Regions from separate parts of the Culex pipiens genome. Here region 1 is linked to region 2. A link is a contact called in public Hi-C data. All regions are on one chromosome and are shown on one strand. Each heading gives the region's core, a stretch centred on a gene start, on an enhancer-like site or on the middle of the called end of the contact. The rest is flanking DNA. Distances are from core to core; before and after follow the strand shown.

What was found. Hi-C and Micro-C count contacts between places; a contact is called where the count stands out from the background.
Region 1: a contact with region 2 is called in a Hi-C map of whole body, with 8 times the contacts expected there. The contact joins the promoter of LOC120428653 here to the promoter of LOC120416825 in region 2. A contact is called at or near these places in 2 of 3 Hi-C or Micro-C datasets (embryo and whole body).

The regions. Positions count from the first base shown.
Region 1 is chr2:214,590,136-214,597,151 of TS_CPP_V2, forward strand. LOC120428653 (28S ribosomal protein S31, mitochondrial) reads right to left here and starts at 3,162. Exons shown (of 2, transcript XM_039593700.2): 1 at 3,004-3,162; 2 at 1,794-2,938. The coding sequence starts at 3,035. The coding sequence ends at 1,846. LOC120428644 (E3 ubiquitin-protein ligase mind-bomb) reads right to left here. Exons shown (of 4, transcript XM_039593684.2): 3 at 6,211-7,016; 4 at 5,314-6,152. The coding sequence ends at 6,012.
Region 2 is chr2:214,386,778-214,393,205 of TS_CPP_V2, forward strand. LOC120416825 (mRNA (2'-O-methyladenosine-N(6)-)-methyltransferase) reads left to right here and starts at 4,633. Exons shown (of 5, transcript XM_039578711.2): 1 at 4,633-5,137.

The DNA of each region.
Region 1 (7,016 bases), core at 1,912-4,411, 200 kb after region 2:
ACTTCAGTGAGTGTGGGCTACAGTACATTGTTCTAACAACTTATTGGGATGATCTGGGTCATCCAAGGACTCCCTGGAGTTAAGATCTGTGGGTCTACCGCCGTAACAAGCCAGAGGTCGACGGAACATATCCGCATAGCTTCAGTGAGTATGGTAGACTACTCCAGGGAGTCCTTGGATGACCCAAGACAGCCCAACAGATCAGCAAAGTAGTCTACCATACTCACTGAAGCTATGCGGGTATATTCCAGGGTCAAAATCCGTCGACCTCTGGCTTGTTACGGCGGTAGACCCACAGATCTTAACTGCAGAGAGTCCTTGGATGACCCAGGACATCCTAAAATATCAGCAAAGTAGTCTACCATACTCACTGTAGCTATACGGATATGTTCCGTGGTCAAAATCCGTCGACCTCTGGCTTGTTACGGCGGTAGACCCACAGATCTTGGATGACCCAGATCATCCCAATAAGTTGTTACAACAATGCACTGTAGCCTACCGCACTCACTGAAGCAGTCTGGGTAGGATCCGTTGTCAAAATTTTGAAGTTTCAACTTGTTTCTTTGGTTAGCCTGCTGCACAAAATTTCCGGATGTTTCGGATGGACTAGAACATCCCAGGTGTTCCAAAACCGTGCTAAAATGTTTTTATAACATAACTAAACAAAATACAATTGATACATTTTGAAAAAGTTCCGACAAATTACGAAATCCCAAAGATTCTTAATTTAGGTCATATTCTCAATTTAAGTCACGGATTTTCTTTTTTTAGCGATTCGAGATTTAAACACCCCCATTTCGTTGTGTAAATCAAGAATATGGTGCATCAATTTCGACGTCTTCGGAGTGGCTGCTTTTTCTCTTTTTTTGACGTCGCTCCACCATCGCCTGGTGGAGATTTGGACGGAATTGCGGCTAATGGAGATTTGGGCGGAATTGCAAATTTCGCAAGAGGTGGAAAATTTGTAACTATTGCTCCCAGATTTTATCCGCTCTCATTGCTTTTATTTTTCAATGATTTACATAACTCCCAGCTGCTGCTGCGTCAGCCGGTCCTGAAAGCTACAGTTTTAGCATTAAGACAGAAAAATTCAACAGTGTGAAGTTTGTTATGGAGTTTTTGATGATAACTAGAACCAAATGCAGCAATATCGGATTAAAATCCGACGCTAAATTGCAATTTCGAAAACTGTGATCGTTATTTTTCCAGCTGATCGAACAGAACCTGACACAAGGTTAAAGATCATAATGCTAATGCTAAAGGGGGCTAGTACCAGCCGGCTGGTAAAGCAATTTAAAATACAATTTCAAACAATAGCAAATGATGGATCTAACACGCCAAATACAGGCAAAATTGCGCGAGATAGAAAAAGAAAGATCAAGCCTCGTCGACGCTCTAATTGCGAAAATTTGCAATTCCACCAGAATCTCCATTAGCAACAATTCCGCACGAATCTCCACGAGCCAATGGTGGAGCAACGTCAAAAAAGAGAAAAAGCAGCCACTCCGAGAACGTCGAAGTCACAAGCAAAATCAAGAAGTTAACGATGTCTTCGAATATGTTACACATATCAACGATGCAAACGATCAAGAATCGTCGTCGTCGTCCGTAGAAGACGGTTTAAATGGAGCTGCCGACAGATCGAAAGTTCGTAATCGCGTGCACTTGGCGTGACGCTCTCGGTACTTGAATCCTACGTCCCGAACAGAGATGAAGTTTCATAATCAACATTGAATCCTTCAAAAAAATGCAGTCATCAAACCCAACACCACAAAAAACACAAACACAGAAAATTCATTCAACAAATTTATTCCACTAATTACAAAGTCGTCACCCGAACTGCTACTACTTCTCAACCTGCTTCGCACTTCCGCTGCTCGCCTCCTCCTGCACGATAACCTGCTTCAGCAAATCTTTCTTCTGCTCAAAGTAATCCCGGAACCACAAAATGTGCTCCCGCTTCTCGTGCGCACTGATAAAGTAATTCTTCGACAGCCCCACACAAACAAGCTCCATAAAGTGCCGGATGGGGCCCCGCTTCGGACACCACGGTTCCAGGTGGTCCTCGAGGAAGATGTGCTCGGTGAAGGACACCTTCGCCTCCTCGTCCAAGCCCTGCTCGTTGTTGATGGGGAATCGCCACAGTTTGCCCTGCTCCGTCCAGAGGGCCATCTTTTGGAAGTGGTTGGCCGGCGGGTGGGTGACCGCGAGGCGGAGTTCCCGCTCGTGCAGGGCATTCCAGGTCTTGAGGACGTCCGGACTTTCGCGCAACAGCGACGGATCGGTGAAGATGCCCAGCGGTTCTCCGTCGAACAACTTGACGCTGGCTCCCGTAGGAGGCGGTACAAGTGCCGTTAGCGGAGCTCGTTTTCGCTCGCGAGGTTCCCTCGCGTAATCTCCCCGATGTTCCTTCGAAGCCTTCTTCTCGATCGACTTCCTCACGACGTTGCTCCGGGTAAGCTTGACCTCCTCCTTTGCCGCGCCCTCCCGATCGACCTGCATACCGGTGATGACGTCGCTCAGACTGGACCCCTCCCCGCTTCCTCCGAGCAACTTGGCCAGCAGTTCCGCCTCCGTTTGCTTGGCATCTCCGCCCAGCGAACTCGCGACCTTCTTCGTAGCCTTCAGCAAATCCTTTGGCCGTTCATCGTCCGAGTCCGACTCCGAATCGGAATCCTTCTTGGCCTTCTTGCTGCCTCCCTTCTTCTGGCCGGCAGGTTGAGCCAGCTGAACCTTCTTCACGAGCTGGACCTCGTTGCCGGTGTTCATCATCGAGAGCAGCTCGTTGAGGCGACTCAGGGCGGCGGAAGGAGCGGCCGCGGGTTTCTGGTCATCTTTCGGTTGTTTTGGCTTACGCTGGCCATCGTCGTCCTTGGACGAGTCGGAGCAGAAGTTGGCGTTGGCCAGCAGCCGGGCCGTGCTGGAGCTCTTATGTAATCTGAGGAGGGAAGGCGATTTCAACGTTAATTTAAGTGCATTCAGAAGTAATTTAATTATACGAACCTGCTAATGTTTGAACGAACTAAATGAAACATTTTTCACTGTTTTTAGTGCTGTTTTTCAGAGAAAATATTAAACTTTTTGCACAAAACAGCACCCACTTCGCTCGTGGTTTTGTTTATTTACATGCGGTGAAATTTTCTAAACTGACGTCTGTCATGAACGCACGACGCGTGATTTTAGCCAGTGCACGTGTGATGAAGATTGCTCAACTTTTTGGTTAATTTTAGTGGCTCGTTACACTGATTCATGCAAATTTTTACATTGACGCCAACGGTTCAACGAAGCTTGGAAGGAACGCTGGAGTTTTTTTGAAGTCCATCAAACCTTTTTTTAATTTTGACTTTTTCTTTCTCTGGCAATCGTTTTCTAATTAAAAAAAATTTAATTGTTTTATTTTTTTAAATAAAATTCTGAATAGTTTAAAAAAACAGTAAAACCTGGTAAAACAAATAATTTTTGACTTTTTTTCTATTTTATAATTTTATAGATTAAAATTATTTTATAAATATCTCTTGATTTTTTTTAATTTTAATTTTTTTTTTCAAATATTGGATTTTAAAAAAAATTTGGAAGTTTTGGACTTTAAAAATTCATTTTAGGAATTTGAGAATTTATGAATTGAAGAATTTAAGAATTTAAGAATTTAAGAATTTAAGAATTTAAGAATTTAAGAATTTAAGAATTTAAGAATTTAAGAATTTAAGAATTTAAGAATTTAAGAATTTAAGAATTTAAGAATTTAAGAATTTAAGAATTTAAGAATTTAAGAATTTAAGAATTTAAGAATTTAAGAATTAAGAATTTAAGAATTTAAGAATTTAAGAATTTAAGAATTTAAGAATTTGAGAATTTAAGAATTTAAGAATTTAAGAATTTAAGAATTTAAGAATTTAAGAATTTAAGAATTTAAGAATTTAAGAATTTAAGAATTTAAGAATTTAAGAATTTAAGAATTTAATAATTTAAGAATTTAAGAATTTAAGAATTTAAGAATTTAAGAATTTAAGAATTTAAGAATTTAAGAATTTAAGAATTTAAGAATTTAAGAATTTAAGAATTTAAGAATTTAAGAATTTAAGAATTTAAGAATTTAAGAATTTAAGAATTTAAGAATTTAAGAATTTAAGAATTTAAGAATTTAAGAATTTAAGAATTTAAGAATTTAAGAATTTAAGAATTTAAGAATTTAAGAATTTAAGAATTTAAGAATTTAAGAATTTAAGAATTTAAGAATTTAAGAATTTAAGAATTTAAGAATTTAAGAATTTAAGAATTTAAGAATTTAAGAATTTAAGAATTTAAGAATTTAAGAATTTAAGAATTTGAGAATTTAAGAATTTAAGAATTTAAGAATTTAAGAATTTAAGAATTTAAGAATTTAAGAATTTAAGAATTTAAGAATTTAAGAATTTAAGAATTAAAAAAATTAAGAATTTGAAGGTTTAAAAATTTATAAATTTAAGAATTTAAGTATTCAAGAATTTAAGAATTTAAGTTTTAGTAATTGATTTTTTAATTCAAGAGATTAATTTTTTTTCATTTCATAATTTTTAACTTAATTTTTAAGCCTTAACATTTTTGTATTTTCATTTTAGAATTCTTTATTGATTCATTGGTTTTTTTTTCAATATTTTTTTTTCTTAATATTAATTTTATGAGCTTTTCAATGCTACAATTTTATTTTTTTCGAATTTTAGATCTTTGGATTTATTTTTTTTTTTAATTTTTGAGTGTGAATAATTTTAAATTTTGATTTTATTTAAGTGTAAACCGCAACCAAGGAAGTTGCCGTCTTCTTACCCCAAAATTATCAATCTTACGGACCCAATCCTGCAACAATCCGATAGTAAAAAATTTCAAATTATGTTGTAATAAATTTGTGTACAGGAATGAATCAAAAATTGAGGATACTAAAATGTCTGTAACAAAAATCTTGGTGCAAAATCTCTGGTTGATGCGCACCGTTAATTTTTCAATTTTTATTTACTTTAATTTTTAATTTCTTAAAATTTCTGAAGATTTCATTATCCGAGGATTTATGGAAAAAAAAATTTTTTACCGTTTCTTGTGTTTTTTAAAATGGAGTTTTGCGTTCCTTCCGAGCTCCGTACTAGCCTGTAAATTGAACTGATTGTCATCAAATTTAACGAAAAAAAAACCACAGATTTAATCATTTGATGATATTGTTAGATATTTATTTGTCTTAAATTTGAAACTGTAAAAAGATAGTGAAAGGATTTTTAAAAATACTTTATTTTAGTCAATTCTTGATGCCAGCAATTGTTTCGATTTCTTGTTTTCTGATATTCATATATTCCGTAATGCACAACTGTTTCAGCACATTTTAAAGCAAATTTGTTTAATTTTGTCAATTATTTTAACCATTTGCGTGCAACTAGCTTGAAATCTCGGAGTCAAAATCGATTTTTTATTGTTATTATTTTTGCTTGGCTTCCAAATATACGCCCAGCCTAATTTGTTTGAGTTTTGAGTGTTGTGTTTGTGATATTATTCCAACTATTTTTCTTTATTTATGTATTTAAGTAGTAATATATACGTTTCTGATAATTCTTCTGTTCTGCTAAGGAAATCGTTCTACTTGATTTTTTTTTATCTCTCTCTTTCTCTCTGATTGATTGACATTGAAGGCAAACGTATTGTAATTTTGAATTTGTATATTTAGAGTTTTTTTTCTTGTCACAATCTCTCGTCGCGCGATAGGTGTGCTTAACAACTAAAACATTCAACGTGGGAAGATTTGAAAAAAATAGAGGGGGGAAAACATGCAAGACATAATTAAACAAAACAGAATTTAAGATAAAACGAGGGTGTTGGATAAAAAGTTTGCTAAAAACTTAGTCGCACAGTGCTAAATCAACTTTTAAAAACCTAAACTGTAGTTGTGTCCGTGTGTAAAAAAGTAAGCTCTCTTAAACGATACTTTTGATTATCGCGGGTGAATAAATTGCAGCAGCTGTTGGAGAAGTCGTGTGTTGTGCCGTCGTGCTTTAAAACAGAATGATTCGCTTCTCGACCGTCTTGCGACAAATGGGACAACCGTCGATCTGGTCGCCGCACATCTGGCACGTCCCGTGGCCACACAGGAACACCATGTTCCGGATGCGGTCGAAGCACACCGGGCACATTGTCTGGAAAAGAATTTTGATTAGTTTTTGAACAAAAATTGAGGGCGGATGTTCAAGCTACCTGCTCCTTAATGTCCTGAAGTTGCTGCTGCAGCTTTTGCACGTCGTCCACCAGATTCAGATTGCTCGGAGCGGGTCCACCGGCCACCGCCACCGGCCCAATGTTATTCGTCGTGGTTAGCGAAGTCGGCGTTCCGTTCAACCCGCCAACGTTCGGTGACATCGTGTTGTTCATGGCCACGCCGTGTCCGCTCTTGTTGATGCCCTGGAGCAGGTTCTGCGTCGAGGTCGGTTCCTTCTTTTCGTCGCGCAGGTGCTGAACCGTAATTACGTTGCCCGGTCCACCGCTGCACACCGAAAGTGGGACCTTCTGGTCAATCTGCGTCCTGCACTGGACGCACTTCTTCATGATCTGGGCGCAGTTATCGCACGCCACCATGTGACCGCACGGTTTGAAGAACACCGAGGCCTTCCGGTCGGAACAAACGAGACATTCGCCAATCTTTTCCCGCTCCGAAACCGATTCCCGGCAGATCAAGCACTTTTTGATGCGCGGTCCGCAGTTGTCGCAGCAGACGACGTGGCCGCACGGCTTGAACACCGTGTCGCGCTTCTGGTCCGAACAGAGCAGACACTCGTCCAGCGGGCTAGGTCCGTTCTGACCGCCGCCGCTGCCACCACCATTTCCACTATTGCCAGCGATATTATTCGATTGTCCGCTGATGGCCGGCTGGATGGACATTTTGTTCAAATCGTTGAGCAAATTGGCGTCCACAACGCCCGGCGGAATTCCTCCCGCTGCACCAGCCGATCCGAGCAGCGAACTGGACGCGGAATTCGGTCCCGAACCGCCACTTCCCCCACCGA
Region 2 (6,428 bases), core at 3,383-5,882:
AATTCTTAAATTCTTAAATTCTTAAATTCTTAAATTCTTAAATTCTTAAATTCTTAAATTCTTAAATTCTTAAATTCTTAAATTCTTAAATTCTTAAATTCTTAAATTCTTAAATTCTTAAATTCTTAAATTCTTAAATTCTTAAATTCTTAAATTCTTAAATTCTTAAATTCTTAAATTCTTAAATTCTTAAATTCTTAAATTCTTAAATTCTTAAATTCTTAAATTCTTAAATTCTTAAATTCTTAAATTCTTAAATTCTTAAATTCTTAAATTCTTAAATTCTTAAATTCTTAAATTCTTAAATTCTTAAATTCTTAAATTCTTAAATTCTTAAATTCTTAAATTCTTAAATTCTTAAATTCTTAAATTCTTAAATTCTTAAATTCTTAAATTCTTAAATTCTTAAATTCTAAAAATTCTTAAATTCTAAAAAATCTTAAATTCTTAAATTCTTAAATTCTTAAATTCTTAAATTCTTAAATTCTTAAATTCTTAAATTCTTAAATTCTTAAATTCTTAAATTCTTAAATTCTTAAATTCTTAAATTCTTAAATTCTTAAATTCTTAAATTCTTAAATTCTTAAATTCTTAAATTCTTAAATTCTTAAATTCTTAAATTCTTAAATTCTTAAATTCTTAAATTCTTAAATTCTTAAATTCTTAAATTCTTAAATTCTTAAATTCTTAAATTCTTAAATTCTTAAATTCTTAAATTCTTAAATTCTTAAATTCTTAAATTCTTAAATTCTTAAATTCTTAAATTCTTAAATTCTTAAATTCTTAAATTCTTAAATTCTTAAATTCTTAAATTCTTAAATTCTTAAATTCTTAAATTCTTAAATTCTTAAATTCTTAAATTCTTAAATTCTTAAATTCTTAAATTCTTAAATTCTTAAATTCTTAAATTCTTAAATTCTTAAATTCTTAAATTCTTAAATTCTTAAATTCTTAAATTCTTAAATTCTTAAATTCTTAAATTCTTAAATTCTTAAATTCTTAAATTCTTAAATTCTTAAATTCTTAAATTCTTAAATTCTTAAATTCTTAAATTCTTAAATTCTTAAATTCTTAAATTCTTAAATTCTTAAATTCTTAAATTCTTAAATTCTTAAATTCTTAAATTCTTAAATTCTTAAATTCTTAAATTCTTAAATTCTTAAATTCTTAAATTCTTAAATTCTTAAATTCTTAAATTCTTAAATTCTTAAATTCTTAAATTCTTAAATTCTTAAATTCTTAAATTCTTAAATTCTTAAATTCTTAAATTCTTAAATTCTTAAATTCTTAAATTCTTAAATTCTTAAATTCTTAAATTCTTAAATTCTTAAATTCTTAAATTCTTAAATTCTTAAATTCTTAAATTCTTAAATTCTTAAATTCTTAAATTCTTAAATTCTTAAATTCTTAAATTCTTAAATTCTTAAATTCTTAAATTCTTAAATTCTTAAATTCTTAAATTCTTAAATTCTTAAATTCTTAAATTCTTAAATTCTTAAATTCTTAAATTCTTAAATTCTTAAATTCTTAATTCTTAAATTCTTAAATTCTTAAATTCTTAAATTCTTAAATTCTTAAATTCTTAAATTCTTAAATTCTTAAATTCTTAAATTCTTAAATTCTTAAATTCTTAAATTCTTAAATTCTTAAATTCTTAAATTCTTAAATTCTTAAATTCTTAAATTCTTAAATTCTTAAATTCTTAAATTCTTAAATTCTTAAATTCTTAAATCTTAAATTCTTAAATTCTTAAATTCTTAAATTCTTAAATTCTTAAATTCTTAAATTCTTAAATTCTTAAATTCTTAAATTCTTAAATTCTTAAATTCTTAAATTCTTAAATTCTTAAATTCTTAAATTCTTAAATTCTTAAATTCTTAAATTCTTAAATTCTTAAATTCTTAAATTCTTAAATTCTTAAATTCTTAAATTCTTAAATTCTTAAATTCTTAAATTCTTAAATTCTTAAATTCTTAAATTCTTAAATTCTTAAATTCTTAAATTCTTAAATTCTTAAATTCTTAAATTCTTAAATTCTTAAATTCTTAAATTCTTAAATTCTTAAATTCTTAAATTCTTAAATTCTTAAATTCTTAAATTCTTAAATTCTTAAATTCTTAAATTCTTAAATTCTTAAATTCTTAAATTCTTAAATTCTTAAATTCTTAAATTCTTAAATTCTTAAATTCTTAAATTCTTAAATTCTTAAATTCTTAAATTCTTAAATTCTTAAATTCTTAAATTCTTAAATTCTTAAATTCTTAAATTCTTAAATTCTTAAATTCTTAAATTCTTAAATTCTTAAATTCTTAAATTCTTAAATTCTTAAATTCTTAAATTCTTAAATTCTTAAATTCTTAAATTCTTAAATTCTTAAATTCTTAAATTCTTAAATTCTTAAATTCTTAAATTCTTAAATTCTTAAATTCTTAAATTCTTAAATTCTTAAATTCTTAAATTCTTAAATTCTTAAATTCTTAAATTCTTAAATTCTTAAATTCTTAAATTCTTAAATTCTTAAATTCTTAAATTCTTAAATTCTTAAATTCTTAAATTCTTAAATTCTTAATTCTTAAATTCTTAAATTCTTAAATTCTTAAATTCTTAAATTCTTAAATTCTTAAATTCTTAAATTCTTAAATTCTTAAATTCTTAAATTCTTAAATTCTTAAATTCTTAAATTCTTAAATTCTTAAATTCTTAAATTCTTAAATTCTTAAATTCTTAAATTCTTAAATTCTTAAATTCTTAAATTCTTAAATTCTTAAATTCTTAAATTCTTAAATTCTTAAATTCTTAAATTCTTAAATTCTTAAATTCTTAAATTCTTAAATTCTTAAATTCTTAAATTCTTAAATTCTTAAATTCTTAAATTCTTAAATTCTTAAATTCTTAAATTCTTAAATTCTTAAATTCTTAAATTCTTAAATTCTTAAATTCTTAAATTCTTAAATTCTTAAATTCTTAAATTCTTAAATTCTTAAATTCTTAAATTCTTAAATTCTTAAATTCTTAAATTCTTAAATTCTTAAATTCTTAAATTCTTAAATTCTTAAATTCTTAAATTCTTAAATTCTTAAATTCTTAAATTCTTAAATTCTTAAATTCTTAAATTCTTAAATTCTTAAATTCTTAAATTAAATTCTTAAATTCTTAAATTCTTAAATTCTTAAATTCTTAAATTCTTAAATTCTTAAATTCTTAAATTCTTAAATTCTTAAATTCTTAAATTCTTAAATTCTTAAATTCTTAAATTCTTAAATTCTTAAATTCTTAAATTCTTAAATTCTTAAATTCTTAAATTCTTAAATTCTTAAATTCTTAAATTCTTAAATTCTTAAATTCTTAAATTCTTAAATTCTTAAATTCTTAAATTCTTAAATTCTTAAATTCTTAAATTCTTAAATTCTTAAATTCTTAAATTCTTAAATTCTTAAATTCTTAAATTCTTAAATTCTTAAATTCTTAAATTCTTAAATTCTTAAATTCTTAAATTCTTAAATTCTTAAATTCTTAAATTCTTAAATTCTTAAATTCTTAAATTCTTAAATTCTTAAATTCTTAAATTCTTAAATTCTTAACGTGAAGACTTCCTTCATTGTCTTGATTTTTCGTTCAAATATATAAATTTTGCGTCGCTTTCAATATGTTGACAAAATTCCTTCAACAAGTTGTTTAGAATAGTGCCCTACACATGCGAATTCCTTTTGGTAACTATTATTCCATTCCTTGTAAAGTTATGAAAATCGTCATTAATCAACTAGGACGTCAATGATTGTACCACAAAATTATATAAATTTGTAAACGCATTTGATTTAGATCGAAAATTCTTTCAGTGGCTTGAAGAACTCAACACCCGGCACATGCTGATTCTTTTTGGTGCTGAAATTCGTTAAATTGAATTTAATACAGAATATTTTATAGTGATGATCAATTTTCTTCGAAAATGATCAACGGCTTCACCTTAAATTCTTAAATTCTTAAATTCTTAAATTCTTTAATTCTTAAATTCTTAAATTCTTAAATTCTTAAATTCTTAAATTCTTAAGTTCTTTGATTCTTTAATTCTTAAATTCTCAAATTCTTGAATTCTTAAAGTCTTAAATACTTAAATTGGGTCCTAAAATTAAGCCTAAATTTGAGATATTACTATTAACAACAATAAAGCTTATTTTTCTGAGTAAAATGGCCGTTTGTATAACCTCAAAGGATGTAAAATGGATTTTTAAATCAATTTTTATAGATTATCTTCGCGGCCCTTCTTGACAAAAAAGGTCCTACTTGACAGCTCGTTCGGGGACCATATTTAGTCCATCGAAAAAATGTTGCCTTTTCAATTTTTTTTTTTTTGCATTCACATTTTCTATTTTATTTCTAAAGTGATCAGAAAACTTAAATTCTGAAACTTTCCGTGTTGGAACACGCAATTTGGGTAATAACAACACAATCTTTGGTCATCTTTCATGACCGTGCACGTCATTCGATTTATTTTTCAAACGATCTCACCACCACACACAAGCGTTTATTTTGATGCGCGCTTTTTGCCCTCTCTCTTCTCGGTCCACGCAGCGCGGGAGAGTGAGAGAGCGAGAGCGAATCATCAGCCAGCCAGCGGGCGCCGCACACAACTTCAAGTCTTCAGTCTTCGGTCAGCTTTTTTCAAACACGGAGCAGAAAACGCCAGGAGAAAATGCAAATGGCGTACCTCGGGCGGACGTCGTGAATTTGTGCCAGGGAAAAGTTTTCGTCGAAAAGTCCGTTTTGCGCGATGTATTAGCGGGAAAAGCGGGTGCGAATCGCGAGTGCTAGTGACGGGCTCGGCCGGAACGGTGGAGTACGGACTTCCGGCGGCCACGGGCGGATTTTACGGCGGAGTGCAGATTTCGAATTTTTGGCCGCGGGAAAAAATGCCAATTTTTCGGTGAAAATTTTTGTTTCGAGAGGAAAAACTTGAGCTTGGAACCGTCCCCGGCGTTACGACGGGTTGAACGATTGATTGGATATCAGTGGGGGAAAAAACTGTAGCAGATTCCCGGAGTGCGGTCCGTTTGGGGGAAGGAAAATTTTCGCGCTTGAATCCGCGAAGGAAAAAACTCGCGTCAACTCCGTCGTCGTTTTAGCTGGCCTCTGTTGTCGAGTGAGTATTTTTCCACCACACCAACTGCCCTCCCCCCTCGGTTCCAGCTGGAACCGTGTTCCGAAGATCCCGGAGAGAAAAAAAAAAACCCGTTCAAAACAATCCCCGATCGCAGAGGTAGAAGAACCTCGCAAAACATTCCGGATCGGCGCGGCAGCGTTGGAATCGGTTCCCGCAGTCGCCACGTACAGGGCGTTCCTTCGTCGCAAGCGGTCAGAGTTGTTCTGTTCGGTTTGGACGTCGTAGCGATATCTTTATAATATTATACCAGCGAACGGCGGGGGCACGCACACCAGCGAGGACAAAACTTTTCGCTTCCCAACACCACTACGTGGCAGTGTGGCCAGAACGGACCGGATGGTGGCGGCGACGTGGCCGCGTCGAGAATCTCGTTGGACTTTTGTTGCGTTTTCCAATTAGAAAACATCTTTATTGGAAAACTTTTCAGAATTCGGAATTCAAACTTAGCGAGAAAAAAAGCGGTTCCCCACTTGTTCACCTCTAATACGGACTTCACTTTATAGCACTTGTTCCAGTCAGCAACCAGTTTCCACGAAAATATCAATAGCTCCATCAGATTATTTGAATCTTATGTCTATGATTGGGAAACGAGAAGGCGAGTAGCACGCTGTTACGTCTACAACGAAGCACCTGTAATCTGGCGACAACAAACAATCAAAGAAGTTATTCACGAAAAATTCTGGAGCTTTCATTAAAATGAACGAAATTGGAGTTGGCAAGCTCAACGGCTTAAAAAAATCGCAGATGGAGAAAGGAAAAGTTACTTATGATCTGGGAAGATCGTAGCGTTTATTTTGGCAAGCCTATTCTTTAAAAAAAAATATCGTACGTGGCCTAATATGGAGTGAAGGAGAGAAGCTGTAACGTTTATGATAAAATAGTTATTTATTCAAACTTTAACGTAACTCATCTTTTCATTAATTTCTGAATTGGATACTTCTATTGTGAATCTACAGTGAATCATCCAGAATTAGATATGCATGAATTATTTGGAATTTGAGAGCTATGTTAAGATATTTGATTTCTACGTCTGTAATCGAAAAGCTCATCTTGACTTGAGTTATTATGTCATCTTTATATTGGATTTTCATGGCAATTGATATTGATTTATGTTTTTGGGAAACGCTAGTTTGGCTGAAGTATTCAAATTTTCATAATTTGCAATGTTGGTATCAAACGACTCAAAATTTTGAAGAATATTTCCCTAGATTAGAATTGTTTAGTATAAAATTTTAAAGTTTTAGCAAAATACCGTTTATTAGAACTGCAA